Regions from separate parts of the Mus musculus genome. Here all the other regions are linked to region 4. A link is a contact called in public HiCAR-type, HiChIP or PLAC-seq and capture Hi-C data. All regions are on one chromosome and are shown on one strand. Each heading gives the region's core, a stretch centred on a gene start, on an enhancer-like site or on the middle of the called end of the contact. The rest is flanking DNA. Distances are from core to core; before and after follow the strand shown. Region 1 holds the start of D430020J02Rik (RIKEN cDNA D430020J02 gene). Region 2 holds the start of Esyt2 (extended synaptotagmin-like protein 2). Region 3 holds the start of Wdr60 (WD repeat domain 60). Region 4 holds the start of Sp8 (trans-acting transcription factor 8).

What was found. HiCAR-type assays count read pairs that join an accessible place to other places. HiChIP or PLAC-seq counts read pairs in DNA pulled down with a chosen protein or histone mark. Capture Hi-C pulls out chosen DNA fragments and counts their contacts.
Region 1: a capture Hi-C map of embryonic tail shows a contact between it and region 4, with 14 times the contacts expected there. The contact joins the promoter of D430020J02Rik here to the promoter of Sp8 in region 4. A contact is called at or near these places in 1 of 39 promoter capture datasets (pre-B cells), 1 of 115 datasets of contacts at active chromatin or transcription factors (stem cell-derived neural progenitor cells) and 1 of 9 other capture datasets (embryonic tail).
Region 2: a contact with region 4 is called in a HiCAR-type map of astrocytes, with 5 times the contacts expected there. The contact joins the promoter of Esyt2 here to the promoter of Sp8 in region 4. A contact is called at or near these places in 4 of 39 promoter capture datasets (cranial neural crest, hippocampal neurons, liver and 1 more) and 2 of 115 datasets of contacts at active chromatin or transcription factors (astrocytes and embryonic midbrain).
Region 3: a contact with region 4 is called in an H3K4me3 HiChIP or PLAC-seq map of embryonic forebrain, with 4 times the contacts expected there. The contact joins the promoter of Wdr60 here to the promoter of Sp8 in region 4. A contact is called at or near these places in 4 of 39 promoter capture datasets (cranial neural crest, hippocampal neurons, liver and 1 more) and 1 of 115 datasets of contacts at active chromatin or transcription factors (embryonic forebrain).

What each region holds. Positions count from the first base shown.
Region 1 is chr12:116,402,046-116,406,457 of GRCm38.p6, forward strand. It overlaps D430020J02Rik (RIKEN cDNA D430020J02 gene), which reads right to left and starts at 3,116. Exons shown (of 2, transcript NR_028421.1): 1 at 2,922-3,116; 2 at 1-2,598. It overlaps Ncapg2 (non-SMC condensin II complex, subunit G2), which reads left to right and starts at 3,391. Exons shown (of 29, transcript NM_133762.4): 1 at 3,391-3,416; 2 at 3,657-3,832.
Region 2 is chr12:116,279,254-116,283,901 of GRCm38.p6, forward strand. Esyt2 (extended synaptotagmin-like protein 2) reads left to right here and starts at 1,969. Exons shown (of 22, transcript NM_028731.5): 1 at 1,969-2,419. The coding sequence starts at 2,090.
Region 3 is chr12:116,261,137-116,265,265 of GRCm38.p6, forward strand. It overlaps Wdr60 (WD repeat domain 60), which reads right to left and starts at 1,889. Exons shown (of 22, transcript NM_146039.3): 1 at 1,715-1,889. The coding sequence starts at 1,729.
Region 4 is chr12:118,845,240-118,849,545 of GRCm38.p6, forward strand. It overlaps Sp8 (trans-acting transcription factor 8), which reads left to right and starts at 1,994. Exons shown (of 2, transcript NM_001379379.1): 1 at 1,994-2,102; 2 at 3,140-4,306. The coding sequence starts at 2,082.

The DNA of each region.
Region 1 (4,412 bases), core at 1,866-4,365, 2.4 Mb before region 4:
TCTAAAAGGGGGGCCATTCCTAACTGACCTGTACCCTCTCCCCACCATCATTTTAAACTGTTGAGACTATACTTTCGCTTTAAATATAAAGTTCATGGCTGGCTTTTCTTTAGTAGTAAACAGTCATCTGTCCTATGTCGGGAAGGCTGGCTTCCCCTGGGGTAACATCTAAATCTTTTAAATTCAATCCAGGCAACAGAACTCATTCTAGACATTTGGAGCATGAAGTTCAGTAACCATTTCTGAAGGGACTTTCCAAGTGATAATGAAAGACCCCCAAAGGGAGACCCTCACTCAAGTCTTGGGAAGGCGAGCACCCAGCGAGACACTGAGACTGGACTTGCTGTAACCACACGAGGAAGTTTTATGGAAAGCGAGACGGAACGAGAGCTCAGGCCAGCATGCTGGGGTCGAGACTCACACACCACCAGGCAGGGGTAGAGGAGTTCGACCCCCGACCGAAACTCTCTTAAGGCTTATAAAGGCAAAAACCACAAAAAAGGGGGAAGGATTGGGGAGGAAATAGGGGAAGGCCAAAACCATAAATTTACTCAACAGTTAGGTCATGTGCTACATTAAGCAACACACCTGGGGCGTTGTATTGAGAATACATGGCCCGAAATAAGTAAGAGCATAAGAATTATTAAAGGCCCAGCTAGGGTAGAGAGAAGGGTGGTAAACCATGGAGACTTAATAAATCAACTTTCAAACCATCCCTGCCTCTCCTCTCTCTTTTTTACGTATATCTAAGCATTCCCTGAGCTTGGCCATAGAATCCCTGATCACTCCTGAATGATCAACATAAAAACAACATTCTTCTTTTAGGGCTGCACAGAGTCCTCCTTCTTTGAGGAATAATAAGTCTAGTCCCTTCCTATTCTGCAGCACTACTTCTGACAGGGAAGTTAAAGATTCTTCTAATTTGGTTATAGACTGTTCTATAGCTCCTAGATCAGTATCCATAGCTGTACGTAATTCTTCATAATACTGGGGGGTCTGAATCAAGGCAGCGGTACCTGTACCTACTCCGGCCGCTATTCCTAGTCCTAAAAGTACTGCTAAGGTTAAGGTGATGGGTTCTCTCTTCCAGCGGACCCGGTGATCAAATTCATCTACAAAGGAGCTATCATCATGGTATAGGAGTCTAGGAACAAGTTGAACCAGAATGCAGAAATCTTTGGAACCATTAAAAACAGAAGTAGACACACAAGGAGACCTGTGTTGCAAGCCCATACTGTGTCTATGGGGGGGGGGGACGACTAGATACTGACCACCTTCGCTAGGCTGTACGTGCTGGGTCTGATTACAGAGGTGCCGTCTGTCATGAGGTACCCGGCCTAAACAAAGTCCACTTCCTGAGATTGCTGCCAGAGTCAACTTTCTGTTTTCCCCCCAAGGGCATTGAGAGGGGTCTGAAGTTTTATTATAAATCCTCATCTGAGCAATTCCCTCATAATAAGGGGGGCTAGAGGCATAGCACAGCCAGCAAGACCGAGTAATGTTGGGATCAGTACGATTGAGGACCAGGAATGCCCCTTGTATTAGGCTAAATAGGCGATTCTTGGTATCTGGGGGCATGGGAGTGGTTGGAACCCGATCCAAGGAAGGAGTGTGAGCCTTGGTCGGATAGTCTGATGGAGACCCAGGGATGGTAGGCCTGGGAAGCAGTAACGAAGGCTTTTCAACTAGAACAGGGTTAGGTCCTACTGGTTGGGTCGGGGGCTACTGAGGCTCAAACGAACCATGACTGATGACCCAGGCTTTCCACTATAGTCATAAAAAACTAATCCCCACCGCATGCCCCTTATCCATGCCTTGATGTCATATTTTTTTCCTGTGTCTGTAAATTTGATCAGTACTCTGTCTAAATCATCGGGGCGACAGTCAGCCCTTTTATACAGTTCCATTACGGTGTGCTTTCCAGGCCCTGAGTTCTGAAAAGAGAACTCAGCCCTGTCAGGAACATGACCACTAGCCCATTTCCAATCACCATCGTTGGAAGTAACACAATTCCATTGGCCACAATAATAGGAGGCTGACCCTCCGCATAAGGACCACTTGCTGTGCTCTGGGCAGCAGTAGAATCCATAGCTTCTTACTAGATTAGGGGGAGTGCTTCTAGCAGCTGGAATTATCTGTTTGAGGCAGAAGGCTAGGTCTGGCCACCATGTCCCTGGCGGCGCTGTTTTGGAGGTGGTAAACAAGACCTGATCCGAATCAGGACCGAGAACTTGCCAAGTTAGAGTCAGAGGCTGGTGTGGGTTGTGGTTCTTTAGGCCCAGGGTGACTCCTGTGACCCAAGCGAAGCTTAAGAGGATTGTCAGTGGCTGCCACCATCCAGTTGTCTTCATCTTGGCTGGGTGCCTTTTTGACGTGGGAGGCATGGATCCAAGCAGCGATCCCGTCTACTTTTACTGCCGTGGGGGTGGTCAACAGCACCAGATACGGTCCTTTCCACCGGGGCTCAAGCGTGCCAGTGCGATGTCGTCTGACCAAGACTGAGTCTCCAACCTGGAACCCGTGAGGCACTGCTATGGTTCCCGGAGTGTAGGCTTCTCTGATCTGGTTGCAGATCTGTGTTTTAACAACCTCTAGGGCCTTTAGGTGAGCAAAAAGAGCAGAGGGTGAGGATGAGTCAGTGCCAAGATCCAATATCCCACCTGACTCAGTTAAGGGAGGCGGTCCCCCAAAGAGAATCTCATAAGGGGTAAGACCGAAATGTCCAGGAGTGTTTCGGACCCTGAGGAGCGCAAAGGGAAGGAGAGTCACCCAGTCCTTTCCGCCGGTCTCCATGACTAATTTAGTAAGGGTCTCTTTTAAAGTCCTACTCATTCTTTCTACCTGTCCTGAGCTCTGGGGCCTATAAGCACACTTAGAAACTTCCAATTAGTCCCCAATTGTGTGGCCAATTCCTGACTTACCTGGGCAACAAATGCGGGCCCATTGTCTGAGCCGATTACCTTAGGGATCCCGAACCGAGGCAGGATTTCTTCAAGAATCTTCTTGGTTACCACTTGAGCAGTCTCGGACTTGCTCTCCCTCCTCCGTCTGATATCAGCGTGACGTCTCACCGAGCAGCTGGCAAGGAACACAGAAGCAACAGCAGCGCTCCCAAGGAAGGTGGGTGTGTGTGGGCGGAGGGCGGGAAACACAGCCAGCAGCTCTGCGCCTGCGCATCCCGTGAGCGCGCTAAAGAGACTCCCGCCAGAGGCTCTGAGTCACGCCCAGGAGGCGGTGCTTGGGCCTTGGGGGCGGAGCCTGGCTGCAGAGCTGTGGGGGATATGGGCGTGGCCGGGACGGCGTCAGATCTCGTGAGAGCGGCGACTGGTGACGGGGTGGAGGGCGGGAGCGTCCGGGGTATACGCGGGTGTGTTTGAATCTGGTCCGAGCGCGGGAAACTATGGGTCTGTGGTGAGGTGAGCGCCGCGCGGTGAGTTGGGTGGGAGGTGAGTAGGACTCGGCGGCCGGCGACCGCGGCTGGGCGGCGGACACCGTCGCGGGTCTCACGTCCGCGGCCGCCATCGGTTTCGAGCGCTTGTGGAGCGGGAGGTGCTGCGGGAGGGCAGAGCGGGATCCCCCGGCTGACTGGGAAGGATCCCAGACCGAGAAGCGGGGCTCGCCAGGGAGGATCTCAGCCTGGAACCCGGGTTCACTAGGTAGGACCTCAGACTAGGACGACCCCGGGAGAGGGCCCGAGTGTGACTGGCGAGGACTCCGGAAAATGACCTGCGCACAGTAGGGAGGCTCTCAGGCAAGGACCTGATGCAGACTACGGAGGACCGGGGACGCAGACCTGAGTCTGACTAGAGAAGACCCCTGAGAAGGAGCCTGGGTGAGTAGGTAGTACCAAAGACCTGCACCCGGGTTGACTAGCGAGAACCCCAGCCCTGACCAGAGAATGACATGGAAGATCCTGGCACGGGGCTGGGGAGCTGACTAGGGAGGACAGCAGTGTTGACACTTAACTGGGGCCTGACGTGGTGGTGAAGACGCTGGATTTATTCTTGCACTGACATAAGGGAGGAACCCGAACCTATACCTAGGACTGATCTAGGGAGCAACTTAGTTATGAACTAAGGAAAGAGAAAAATCAAGATACGGAGTCACGGTTTGTAAGTAGCATATGTAGACATTATATGGCATACTAAGTTGCCAAAGACATGTACTTAAGTAAACAAAGTGACCATAATTAGTAAAGTGGTGATACTGGCAACCCACCTTTCCCTCTCCATTTTATTCATCACAAAAAAGTTATGGTTCACAATTCAGCCATTTGAATCGGGGAATGAAGTGGCTATATTTAAAATTTACTAATATGAGGAGTTGTCAAATTGAGGTTATTTTCTACTTTTATTCAATTTAGAATAGGAATGCATATTTATTGTGATTCACACTCTATAATTAATGCCAAT
Region 2 (4,648 bases), core at 719-3,218, 2.6 Mb before region 4:
GGGAAGGGCACTATTTGAAAGACTGGGAGGTTGGCCTTGCTGGAGGAAGTGTGTCACTGGGGGTGGATATTGAGGTTTCAAAAAACCCATTAGGAGCCCAGGGCTTCTCTCTTCCTGCTGTGGGCAGATCTGGATGTGGATCTCACAGCTGCTTCTACAGTGCCATATTTGCCTGCATGCCACCGAGCTTCCTACCATGATGATAATGTACTCAATCTCTGAAACTGTAGGCCAGCCCCAATTAAATGTTTCCTTTTATAAGTTGCCATGGTCATGGAGTCTCCCCACAGCAATAGCACTCTATGACACTTTGCTTGGTTTATTGCCCTTTGTCGAGCAGACTACTGCTCTCTTTCAAACATGGCATGTCTCTGAAATGCTGTAATACATATTCACACATACTCACGGGAAAATCTTCCACAGGTGACTTTGCATTTATTTATTTATTTGCATTTATTTGTTCATTCAGAACTTACTACATAAACCAAGGCATTTATTTTTTCAAATACATTGGTGAATCAAAAACATCAGGTTGCAGAAAAGTGGGAACTTTGTTTTCTGTAGGTTTCAGATACTGATGACACTGGTAGCTTTGTGTTGGTGCAAGGTAGTGGTGGGTTAATATTTGAATCACAAGGATTGTGGCATAAAATCAGACACAAGAGATGGGCAATGAATGGCTACTAATGGAACAAAGTATGACCCAGGATAACTTGGCTCTGAATCTGCAACATTCCACAATCATAGTCGTGGAATTATCCTCCTGGAAAATTTTCTTAAAAATTATGCCTCTGTGTGTGTGTGTGTGTGTGTGTGTGTGTGTACAGGCGATTGTGAAGACCAGAGGTATTAGATCCCATGGAGCTTTAGATACAGGTGCATGTGAACAGCCAGATGTGGATTTTGGGAATTGACTCAGGAATTGGGTTCTCAGGTGCTGGGCCATCTCTCCAGCTCCTCTTTAGCAAACTTTAAAGCAGATGTCTTTTTTTCTCTTCTCTTCCCTTTCCTTACTTCCCTTTTTTCCTTTTTCTTTTTTGCAAGCTTCACATATGTCCCCTCAGATGTCCCCTAAGAGTTTGGCCTTGACGGGGGTAGGGGGTGGTGGACCCTGGCTGCCTTTTTTTTTTTTTTTTTTTTTTTTAAATCTTCATGACAACTGTGCTTTCCTAAGCTCACTGGGGCCATTTTGTTTGGGAAGTCAGACCTGAAGGAGTACTAGACCCAGAGGCGCCACCACACAGTAAGGCCTCAAGGTAAATTTTACTGCAGCAGGCGCAAAGTTCTCATTCCACAGAGGCAGGCCCAGGAGCCATCCTCTCACCCTAGGAACCTGCAAGTTCAAGTTCTCCGCCAGGGAGCTAGGACAGGCAAGAGGTTGGCTGACGAACGCCGAGCTCTCCGCTAAGCTGGAAAGGACTCAGCCCGCTAGCCTTCCCACTAGTCAGGGCCATTGCTCCCTTCCAACACCCGCGGAAGCCACACCTCCCTCTCCGGCCGTCCCTGCGAGCCAAGTCCGGGTGTGTCCCCCTGGCGCGGCGCCCACCCTCCGAGGGCGCAGACCGAACCGCCCTCACAGGTTAGGGGCGGGGCCTGCCTGGCGTGATGGCTTCGCCTGCAGCCCCTTCTTGGTGTAACGACCGGAGAGTAGCAGCACAGCAACCCCAGCGCAGAGGCGGGTCCGACCGCGCGATGACACCAGGCACAGACCATTCGCCGCCGGGGGATCTTTCCTGAGGGCGCGGACGAGGGAGCGGGATCCGGTTGGCGACTGACACGTCGCCCCGCCCTAGATTCTTTCAGGGTCGGCTGTCTCTGAACAGTGGATCCCAGTGAGGAAGAGTCGGGCGCATGCTGATTGCGTCACCAAACCACGCACTCAGCCCGAGCAAGCCCCTCTCTGGGAGAGGCCTCGGTGGGGGAGGGCCCTGCGCACTGTGATGACGGCAAGTCCCGCCCGTTTGAGGAGTGGAGCGGTGGAGCCCGCGGTCCCCCTCAGTGGGGCGCTGGCGCGCGGGCTAGAGCGACCTGCGGTCCGTGGGAGAGCCGCGCCCGCCTCGGCAGGGAGGAGTGCTCAGCGCGGCTGGAGATGAGTAGCGCGGGGGGCGAGGGGCCGGAGGCCGGTCCTGGCCGGGCTGGGGGCCGCTCCGAGCCCGAGGCCCCGGGCAGCGCTCTGAGTGTGGACTTGCCGGGGCTGCTGGGGCAGCTGGCGCGCAGCTTCGCGCTGCTGCTGCCGGTGTACGCCCTGGGCTACCTGGGGCTGAGCTTCAGTTGGGTGCTGCTGGCGCTCGGGCTGCTCGCCTGGTGCCGCCGGAGCCGCGGCCTCAAGGCCAGCCGCCTGTGCCGCGCGCTGGCGCTGTTGGAGGACGAGGAGCAAGCTGTGCGCCTGGGAGTGCGCGCCTGCGACCTGCCCGCCTGGGTGAGTGTTGCCCCCCCAGACCTGAGCGGAGTCAGGTCCGCACCACCCTTCTCCCCTTCTCAGTGACGGGTGGGGAACTCAAGCCCCAGCCCGAGTGAAGTGTCAGCCACCGCTTGTTCCGAATCTCCGTCCGATCCGGGATCCGCACAACCAGGATCCCGGACCGAGTCAGGTGTGCGACCTTACTGCTGTCTGCCTCTCCTGCTGTAAACTGCTGTCTGCTGTCAGCACTCTGCCCACCTGCTTTCCTCGGGAGTTCTGGCCACTGTGGCCCACCCCGGCTCTGAGCGACGGTCTGCGTCCGAGTCTCACTTGTGTCAGCGCACCGCCTCCCCCACCTAAGTCAGGTGTCCTTATTGCTGTCCCCACCCTCATCCTGGGCGAGGTGTCCTGGTCATTATCTGCTCCGAGAGTGTCCGCTCTCAGTCCTCTTCCTGGCTTTCAGTCCTCCTCGCCCATCGCTAGCAAAGTGCGCAGGTAGTGAATACTTCCTAACTTGGCAGAACTGGTCATTGTTAGTTGCTGGGCCTCTTCCTCCTCTCATGCTGGCAGTGACTACCGCCCAGAAGCACACTTGGTGGGCGATGAGATCTCAGTTGTCCAGAGCGATTCTGTAAACCTTTTGCAAGCATGGCGCTGCAGGCCTGGAACCGTCCAGATTCTCCTTTCTGATTTAAAAAGTAGTGACAGCCAATATGGGGAGAAGTTAATTAAAAAAATCAGGAAGACTCATTCATTTCTTAGTTGTGTCTAACACGATTGAAGTGTTCCTGAAAAGCTTATGTTAGAAGAATTGAAATGTTTGTTTCATTGTTTAAAATACCAGAGGGAAGACTAGGCACTTTGATATGATCATTTAATATCCAGGATCTAACATATATAGAGGGAGATTTTGAAAGTGTTAACAGTAATGATAAGTTATGGTATTGATTATTTTTTCCTAAAATTGCTTTTTACTTATTGAGTATTTGAACCTATTGGAGAAGGCATTATCATCTTTTTCTCTTCACTGTCTTTCTTAGCAAAGAGTTAGTGTCATAGTTTCAGATAGAAGGAAATAGTGCATATTTTAAGATAAATGTTGCACAATGTTAGGCTTGATGTAAATGTCTGTGGAAGTAGGTAGTGGTAAGTTTTGAAAGGTAGAAAGAAGGAATTTAAATGGAGAAAGAACTTGGAGAATGTTCCTCCTTTCCAGCTAGGAAACACCTGTGAAATATGGCATGGACTATGTGGAACAAGTATCAAAAAACAAGAATTAAAGAGGAAGAGTTCCCTAAACCAAGAGGAACATAATAGGTAGCGCTTCGTGATGACAGTTAACAACTGAAGTTAGAACTGTAATGGTGAAGCACTTTTGAAACTTAAAAGACCTGCAGATACATAGTGAATGTATAGGACAGGAGTGTTTTGGAAAATGAAAGTAACTGATATGAGATACCATTTAGCTAGCAGTAAAGGAATATAAAAAAACAGGAAGTTAGAGTAGCTAAGGTGAGAACAAACAAGAAACAGTGGTATACTGTAGAATGCAGTAGTGGTGTCTTGTGTTTCTGCCACACTAAATTAAATGCTGCCAGAAAGCTGGTTAAAAACTAGTAGTTAAATGACCAATAAACAACATAAGTAAGACTGAAGTCTTCAGGAGCAGGGTGGTGCTGACTTCCAAAAATACTTAATTATTGAGCAACTGATATAAACTAGCTTTTAAAACACTGTTTGCAAAGTGCAAATGTTTTCACAAAGGAAATAAAATACAGTTGCTGCCATAATGAGCCAAAATTTTAATGGAATAAAAAGATAATTGGTCAGTTTTCTTGTTTTTATTTTTGTTTCTAATTGTTTTTTGTTTTTTAGTATTAGGGTCAGACCTAAGGCTTCCATAGCAATAGTAAAGTGGTCTACCACTGAACTACATTAACAACCCCGTGCAGAGTTTTGTTTGTTTGGGTTGGTTGTTTGGAGACAAGGTTTCCTCAGCTACAGTGGTGGGACTACAGATATGTGCTAACATGCTTATCTAGTTCCTGGGGTTTCTGGATGTTGATTTGATAGGTTGTCTTGAAAGTGATGTACATGCCAAAGACTGTAATGTACATTGATGACTGTGACTCATTGTGGAGTAGAAACATGAGAAGATATGAGCTAGTATGGTACCAACTTTCAATTTCCACCGTTAGATAAATTCACCCACAGTTTTTTCATTTTATTTAGCAAAATGAAAATTTA
Region 3 (4,129 bases), core at 639-3,138, 2.6 Mb before region 4:
AAAAAATAATATTGCGTTAGCATTTCTTCTAGGTTGTACCCCATAGTTACCTGGCAACAGCCAGGTGTGCCTGACTCACTGTAAAAGAGGCGGCTTACCCCTCCTCACTCTCTTCTCTCCTCTTGCCCTCTTAACTGCTTATCCTCTGTCCCTTCTCTCCCCATTCCCTTCCTTCCTCTCTTGCCACCTGTTAATGGCTGCTCTCTCCCTCTCCCCCTCCCCCTCTCCCCCCTCTCCCTCTCTTTCCTAACTCCCCTCACCATGCCCTAAGTAAACTCTATTCTATACTATACCTTTACCTCAGGGGGAAGGGATGCCTCAGCATGGGCCTGCAGAGGGACACTCTTCCCCCACACCACACCGCACCCCTACCAAACATATCCCTGGCTTCTTTTTCTTTTTTATAAAACACAACAATGGCAGTTCTAAACATTTATGCACCAGACACAAGAGTGCCTATGTTCATAAAAGAAACACTACTACAGATAAAAACCACAGTGGTAGTGCATGGCTTCAATACCTGACTTCCATCCAGACAGGTCATCCAAAAAAAAAAAACTAAACAGAGAAGTTGCTGGAGTTTAAAAAAGCAAATGAAAAAACAAAACAAACAAAAAATATCGTAAGTCAAATTGACAGACAAACACACACACAAATATCCCACCCAAACTCTAAAGAATATTCTTTCTTTTCCAAAGCTCATGATCACATATTAGAACACAAGGCAAGCCTCAATACATATAAGAAAACTGAAATAGCACCCTGAATCCTATCTGACCACCATGGAGTAAAGCTGAATATCAACAATACCAAACAAACTCATGGACACTGAACAACTTACTACTGAATGAAAATTGAGTCAAAACAAAAATCACAGAGGAAAATAAACTTTTTAAAACTGAATAAAAATTCAACATAGCCAAACCTACAGGGCACAATGAACACAGTTTGTAAGACGAAAGTTCATAGCACCAAGTGTCTCCACCAAAAAACTAGAGAGGTTTTATATTGGTAATTTCATGATGCACCTGAAAGCCCTAGAAAAACAAGAAGAAATAATAACCCCAAAAGAGTAGATGGCACAAAAAAAAAAAAATCAAACTCAGGACTGAAATCAAAGAAACTGTAACAACACAAACCAGTACGAAGAATCAATGAAACTAAAGAGCTGACTCTTTCAGAAAGATCAACAAAATGGGCAAACTTTTACCCAGTAAACTAAAAGATGGAAAGAGAAGACCTAAATTAATTAAAGCAGACAAGGGTCCTTTATAATAGACGCTAAGGTAATTCATAGGATTTATCATGAGTTGTTAATAGGGCCATAAGGACATACTTTAAAAACCTGTATTGCACCAAACCGGAAAACCTAAGAGATGGATTTTTGATATAAACGACCTACCAAAGTTAAAGTCAACAACCTTCTACCTTAACGAGACTCATGTTTCACCTTGCGGCACTTTTTTTTCAGGAGTCCTGTGCCTTCCTGAAGTTGACACTCAGCCTCGCCTCTGGATGAGTCCAGAAACTCCTCCACAAACCGCACCTGGAGCTAAGAAGTGAGAGGCAACAGCAGAGCTGAGACCTCGACCCAAACTCCGCCTCCAGCTCTCTCCTAAGTGCAGGCCCAGGAGGAACCCGATCTCCATTGCCAAGAAAGAGGGGGGTAATGGGGGCGCGGGCCGGACCAGGCTGGGCCCCGCGGCGCACCGACCTTCCCAGGCTCCATCGCTCCTCGAGGCCGGGACAGCCGCGTGTCCTCGGCCCAGCAGGCGCGGGCCACCGGAGGAAGATAAACCCGCCGTCGCTCAGCTCTACCAGCCAGCCAGGCCTGCTGCGACTTGGGTCCCAGGAGGGCCGGCGTCCCCGCCTCCTAGCAACGGGCCGAAGGCGCTGGCCCAGCATGCCCCGCGGCCGTCCCCAGCACGCGCGCCTGCGCGCCCGTGTTTTCTGCAAACACGCAGGAGCCTTTTCTTATGTCTTGAGTTTCTTTGTCTGATCCTTCTTTGACCCTCACAGTTGACAACGAGAGATGGGAAGGAAACGGTGATTGAGCTTTATACTTGAACAAGGCTTTGCCTCCTCAACTCACACCCTATAGACTGTCTTTTCATGAAAATCATTTGTGGCCAACTGCGGCAGCGCACACCTTTAGTTAATTCTATTACAATGGAGACAAGGCAGAAGGATCTTTGTGAGTTCAAGACTAGGCTGTCTGCCTAGCGATACTTAGGAAGTATCTAGATCGTATGTTAGCATTCTGAGCTTTTTCTGCAGATGAGAAGTTTACTATTCGCACACTTTTCTAAGTTACATATTACTGTAACCCACGTTAGAATTTGACTTTCCACTCACTTAACACCACACAAAGGTCACTAAGCCAAATCCTTGTCATACAAAAGGTACTAACATACATTAAGTCTTTCATCTTTGCTTAAGGTCTATTATCTTTGTTTCTACTAATCCAGTACATTTCTTAGAGGGAAGGTAATCTTGGTGTTGGCTGTGGTTTATTTTGGTCCAGTTCTTACAGAATTTTACTGGTTCTTGCCTATGGCCATTTCTGCCTCATGAGCACTGAGGTTAGAAGCAGGCTGCCCCATCTGACTTTTACGTGGGTGATGGTGATCCAGACCCTGGTCTGCGTGCTTGCATGACAAATGCTTTATCTACGGAGCTATCTCCCCAACCCCAGGAGCTACATTTTCAAAAGTTGAAAAAGGTTAAATTTAATAGTATATTTTACCAGAGACAGGCATAAACTGTTATCACTTTAACGTGCAGTATATATTTGAAGTATTAACGTATTTTTAAAAACTTGTAGTGTCTTCAAAATTCTTTACTTACAGAATATGTCAAGACTAGCCACCTCCCAAGTACCCAAAGCCCACATGTGATTAGAAGCTTCTTTAATGAGCAGAGCACACCTGTAACAAAGGGTCTGGATTTCATGACTGGAGAGATGGCTAGAGATGAAAAGGGAGGTGTGTGCAAATTTGTGAAGGGTATTGAATGTCATGACACAAAACTTCTTAATGTGAAGCTACAAAGCATTCAAATGGGAGACAGGTGCTATAGTTGGATGTTGGGATAGGTTCATGGGGAAAGAATAAAGTCAGGTAATGAAGGGGAAGGATCGAGTAAGGAACACCACTCTCTGCTCACTGCAGTCGCCTAAATATTCACACACTGTTCAGATGCATGGCCTGCCTGGGAGATGGATCCTTCACCCTGTCCATTCACTCTTCCCAAACATTCCTGTGTTGGTCCAGCACCACTTTCCTACAGATTTAATTCAAAGTTTATAACTTATGTACTTGTTGCTATCCTCCGTTCTCTTTTGTGTATAGTCTTCATTTTTAATTTCCATGTCCCTAATTAGATTATACACTAATTTATAATTTCACATTATTATGGATACAAACAAAGCCTTTTTATTTCACAGTGAAAACCAACTTTGTTACAAAACTCAGTACCTTTCTCTCACATCTCTCTAGGCTTTAAAGTCACATGTGGCATTGGCAGGATGTCTTTGTATATTGGTGTTCCATAAAGACTACCTATATTGTTAACATAAGCTAGGTATTTATACAAAGCGGCAATGAGACAGAACAGCATCAGTATCCTACCCTTCCCCAGGGTGTACACTTCCTTTTCTTCTTTCCACCTTTGATAGTTGGAACTACTTAGGCTAGTGGAAAGGCTGGACTGAGTCACCCTTTCTCTAGGCTTAGCTACTGGAGATAGCTGCCACACTGGAGCATAGCCAGGCTGCCAGATATGCCTCAAGAGCTATTCCAGAGGACTACTCAAGACCTTGGCTATATCTGATGCCCTGTGACTAGTTCAGTTCAGGAGTCTTTACGATGGCTACAGCAGCTTCGGGTGCCCTGAAACTTTCCTGAATTGATATCACTCCCCTACCTCTACAGCCACTCTGAATGTTCCACTCTGATACTCAGACAGAACAAGCATCAGGCCCAGCATGCCTAGGAAGATGGGCAACCCTCTGCTAGAGACTCCTTCAGCAGCAGAAAGGAGACTGCATGTATGCCCATGTCTTCCCTTATTGTCTGCACAGGCAGCTCTGTTCTCACTCACTCTCCTCAGGTCAGTCCAGACAAGCCTC
Region 4 (4,306 bases), core at 744-3,243:
TGAACAACTGTATATTAGGTTCTTAAAATGAATATCATTATGGAAGGAGACCAAAGCAATGAAGTTAATTCTCTTTTATTTGTTAAACGGAGTTCCCTCCTTCCCCCACCCCTTCCTCCTTCTGGGCTGTCCTGTCACGCCTTCTCAACACGCTAAAATCATTCAGAGGGGCTTGCAGAGAGAAACAGGACATTTATGGTAAGCGTTAGCTTTCAGAGAAAGAAAGCAGTTCATTAATTTACTTCACAGTTACTTCTAAGTATGTGGATGTCCCTTACTCCCTTAATCAATAGATATGATGTACAGTCAATACCCCTGCACATGAAAAAAAAAAGGCTCAGAAGTGCAAATCCCTGCACAACAAACATTAGGTCTAACTGTGCAGGTGAAATTTATGCAAAGGATGAAGCCCTACTTTGGACTTCTGCATAACCCAGGAGAATTAATTTTTGACATCTTCAGAACCTGCAATACACTTGAGAACAACCAATTAAAAAAAAAAAGTCTCCCAAGTCAAAACACATCAGTTCTGTCATCTACTCACATTTTAATCAATTCCCCTTTAGTATTAGACTTCTGAGAGTCTTCCTAACAGGGTAAAATAGGAATTATTGTGGTTTTAAAATGCATGAATATTCAACAAGACTCCAAGGACTAGATTTTCTCCTTTCATACTGGTACTGGCCTTTTTGTGGCTTAAGAATTTCTGTTGTGGTGACCACAGAATTGTAATGACATTTCTGAAGGCAACTAATAATAAAAATAGCAAGTAAGTGACTAAAACGCAGAGAATTTGAAGTAAATGCGCATGATGACTCGAACGCACTGGTAGATGGCTTGCTCAAACCATAGATGCTCCTATAAATGCAGCCCGAAAAGCTCACCTCCATTCTTACATAAATAGTACCAACAGATTTCAGTCATTCTGATTTTTCTGTCAGAAAGGCACAGTGGGGTTACCTGAGAAAACTTATAAACTGGGTAAAATGCTCCTCAATTTCTCATCCAATGGGAGAAAAACACACCCCCTCTTACTCCTCTTTCCATCTAATCCTTTTGTAATTTTACTGCATGCCAAGGGGCAAACACACCTCCTCCAGGACGTGCACTTCCAAAGCTTGAATCCCACCTCTGGTAGAGGGTAAGGGCGGCCAGATCTAAGTAAGGACTCAAAGGCGCAGGCGCACACTTGCACCATATCACTACCCCCTTTCCAATCTTTCTATTTGACCGAAACATCAGGAAATGGAAGGTAAGTATCAAGATTTTCTTCAAAACTATACTGAAAGAGTCCAGGAAGCTGGGGGGGGGGGGTCACTCCTTTTTTTATGTTCAAAGGGCAGAGGAAGTTAGTAACTTGAAGATAGGACTTGGGGCGTTTATTTACTGGCCTCACTCAACTTCGCAGTTTCTCTATCCAGACCGCCAATCTCTTAGGCACGTACACTTTATTGTATTGTTTCGGTTCCCTACCCCTAGCTTTGGTGCTCGCGCGCACGCACACGTCGGTCTTCCCTCTCGATCGCGCGCACCCACTCTCCACCTACACCAAACGGGTGCACGCCTCTCCACACCCGGGATTGAACGTACTGTCGCTCCTGACTCCCTACGGTAGAAGGACTCAGTTACCTTACACACTTTCCAGCTCTGTCCCTGACCCCTTTTGTCACACACGTAGTTACTCGGCCCGCTCTCGGTGGTTGTACGACCACTCTCTGCCCTTGCTAGGTCACGGTTTTTGCGACCCTGCCCAGTTACCCCTCCGCTTTCTACACTGCTCTCTCCGAGGTGGGTCACACTCGCGATCATTTTTCACGCGCGCGCACACGCACACTCTGCGACACTCGCACCCCCACACTCCCGCCGGCGCCGATGACCTCACGGCGCGCGCGCCGCGCGGCCCGGCGAGGCCACAGATTGGCTGGCCGCGCCTCCGCGGCACTTCAAAGCCGGAGAGGGAGCTACAATTGTGGCGGAATGGGCGGAACTGATCATTGTATTGCACACCTCTAAAAAAAACACTGCCTCTGATTTATCAATATAAAAAAGATCCTCTGAGAGGAGGAGGGCGCTTCTGTGTGATGGCAACTTCACTTCTAGGGGTGAGTCTCAGGATCTTCTCTTGCTGGTTTAATTAGTTTCCTTTTATTGCCTATCGGAGGGGGTTAAAGTCGCCCCGGCCAGGCCACGGGCTATCAGTCTCTCTATTGAGAGCCACCACCACCCCCCTAAATACAAGTGAGTTTAGAAAAAAGAAAGGGGGGGGGGAGGAGGCAGAGCCACTTTTTTTTTTTTCAGCACAGGAAAGGTTCGTAGGGCATTGAGACCCGCCACCTCGCAGAGCCTGGCCGCTCCCTGCTCGGGAGAACTGAGCATAGCCCCTAATACACTCGACGATTTCGAAGGGGAACGCGAGTAAGTTTTTCCCTCCTGGGCATACTGCAGATTCTCCCCCTTCCCCTTAATATTTTTCCTCAGCCCGGTTTGTATTGCAGGTACGTTGAGCTCGTCTTATTTCTACCATTATAGAGAGATATATATTGAGAGAGAGAGATGAAGGGGGTGGAGAGAGAGAGAGAGAGAGAGAGAGAGAGAGAGAGAGAGAGAGAGAGAAGAAAAAAATGGAAGAGCGAGTAATGGAAGAGCCGGGGAGAAGCAACTAAGGATGGGTTGAGGGGGATCTGAAAAGAGTTTTCAAAGCTCTCTTGGGATTGCAGTGTAGTGATCTTAAACGCAATCCAGAAATTTCCCCAGGTTGTAAGGTAAAAAGGAAACTTCTCCCTCCCTAGTCTGGATTTGGACTTTCTGTTCGTTTGATCGAAAGCGTCTAGGGCTTTGTGAACACAAGAGTGCCGTCTTAGTTGAGAATTCTTGTTAAACTCTTCTTTAGCGTGGCGCTTTGCTCCAGAATCAGACGCTCGCCGCCAAACTTGTCCCCTCCTGTAGAGTAGGAGGCAGCCGGGCGCCGGGGCAGCTGGGGGTGCAGGGTAAGTTGGTGGCAGTGTGCAGCAGCTAGAGATGGGGAGCAGTGGGGCGTCTGGAGGCTACCAGGGGACTAATACACATTTCTTTCCTCCCTCCCCCACCGGCCCTTTGCCCACTACCCCTCCCCCACCCTTCTTCTCTGCTCCGGTCTCAGGAAGAACCGAGGTTGGGATCCACTCCTCTGGCCATGCTTGCTGCTACCTGTAATAAGATCGGCAGCCCCAGCCCGTCTCCCTCCTCCCTGTCGGACAGCTCTTCTTCCTTCGGTAAAGGCTTCCACCCTTGGAAACGCTCCTCGTCTTCCTCCTCCGGCAGCTGCAACGTAGTGGGTTCCAGTCTCTCTAGCTTCGGTGTGTCGGGGGCCTCCCGGAACGGCGGCTCCTCCTCAGCCGCAGCGGCGGCAGCGGCGGCAGCAGCGGCGGCCGCAGCCCTGGTGTCCGACTCTTTTAGCTGCGGAGGCTCGCCCGGCTCCAGCGCCTTCTCTCTCACCTCCAGCAGCGCCGCCGCAGCGGCAGCAGCTGCGGCGGCTGCCGCTTCCAGCTCGCCCTTTGCCAACGACTACTCTGTGTTCCAGGCTCCGGGCGTCTCGGGGGGCAGCGGCGGCGGCGGCGGGGGAGGCGGCGGCGGTTCCGGAGCGCACTCGCAGGATAGCTCCCATCAGCCAGTGTTTATCTCCAAGGTGCACACGTCGGTGGACGGACTGCAGGGTATCTACCCGCGCGTGGGAATGGCGCACCCGTATGAGTCCTGGTTCAAGCCTTCGCACCCGGGCCTTGGCGCCGCGGCCGACGTGGGCTCCGCGGGCGCCTCCAGCTGGTGGGATGTGGGCGCGGGCTGGATCGACGTGCAGAACCCCAATGGGGCGGCAGCGCTGCCCGGCTCGCTGCACCCGGCGGCCGGGGGCCTTCAGACGTCGCTGCATTCACCGCTGGGAGGCTACAACTCGGATTATTCCGGCCTGAGCCACTCCGCATTCAGTAGCGGTGCCTCGTCGCACCTGCTCAGCCCTGCAGGACAGCACCTCATGGACGGTTTCAAGCCGGTATTGCCCGGCTCTTACCCCGATTCCGCCCCGTCGCCGCTGGCCGGCGCGGGCAGCTCCATGCTGAGCGCGGGGCCCGCGGCGCAGTTAGGGGGGTCCCCACGCTCGTCCGCTCGCCGCTACTCCGGCCGCGCCACTTGCGACTGCCCCAACTGCCAGGAGGCTGAGCGGCTGGGCCCAGCGGGAGCGAGCCTGCGTCGCAAAGGGCTGCATAGCTGCCACATCCCGGGCTGCGGCAAGGTGTACGGCAAGACGTCGCACCTGAAGGCGCACCTGCGT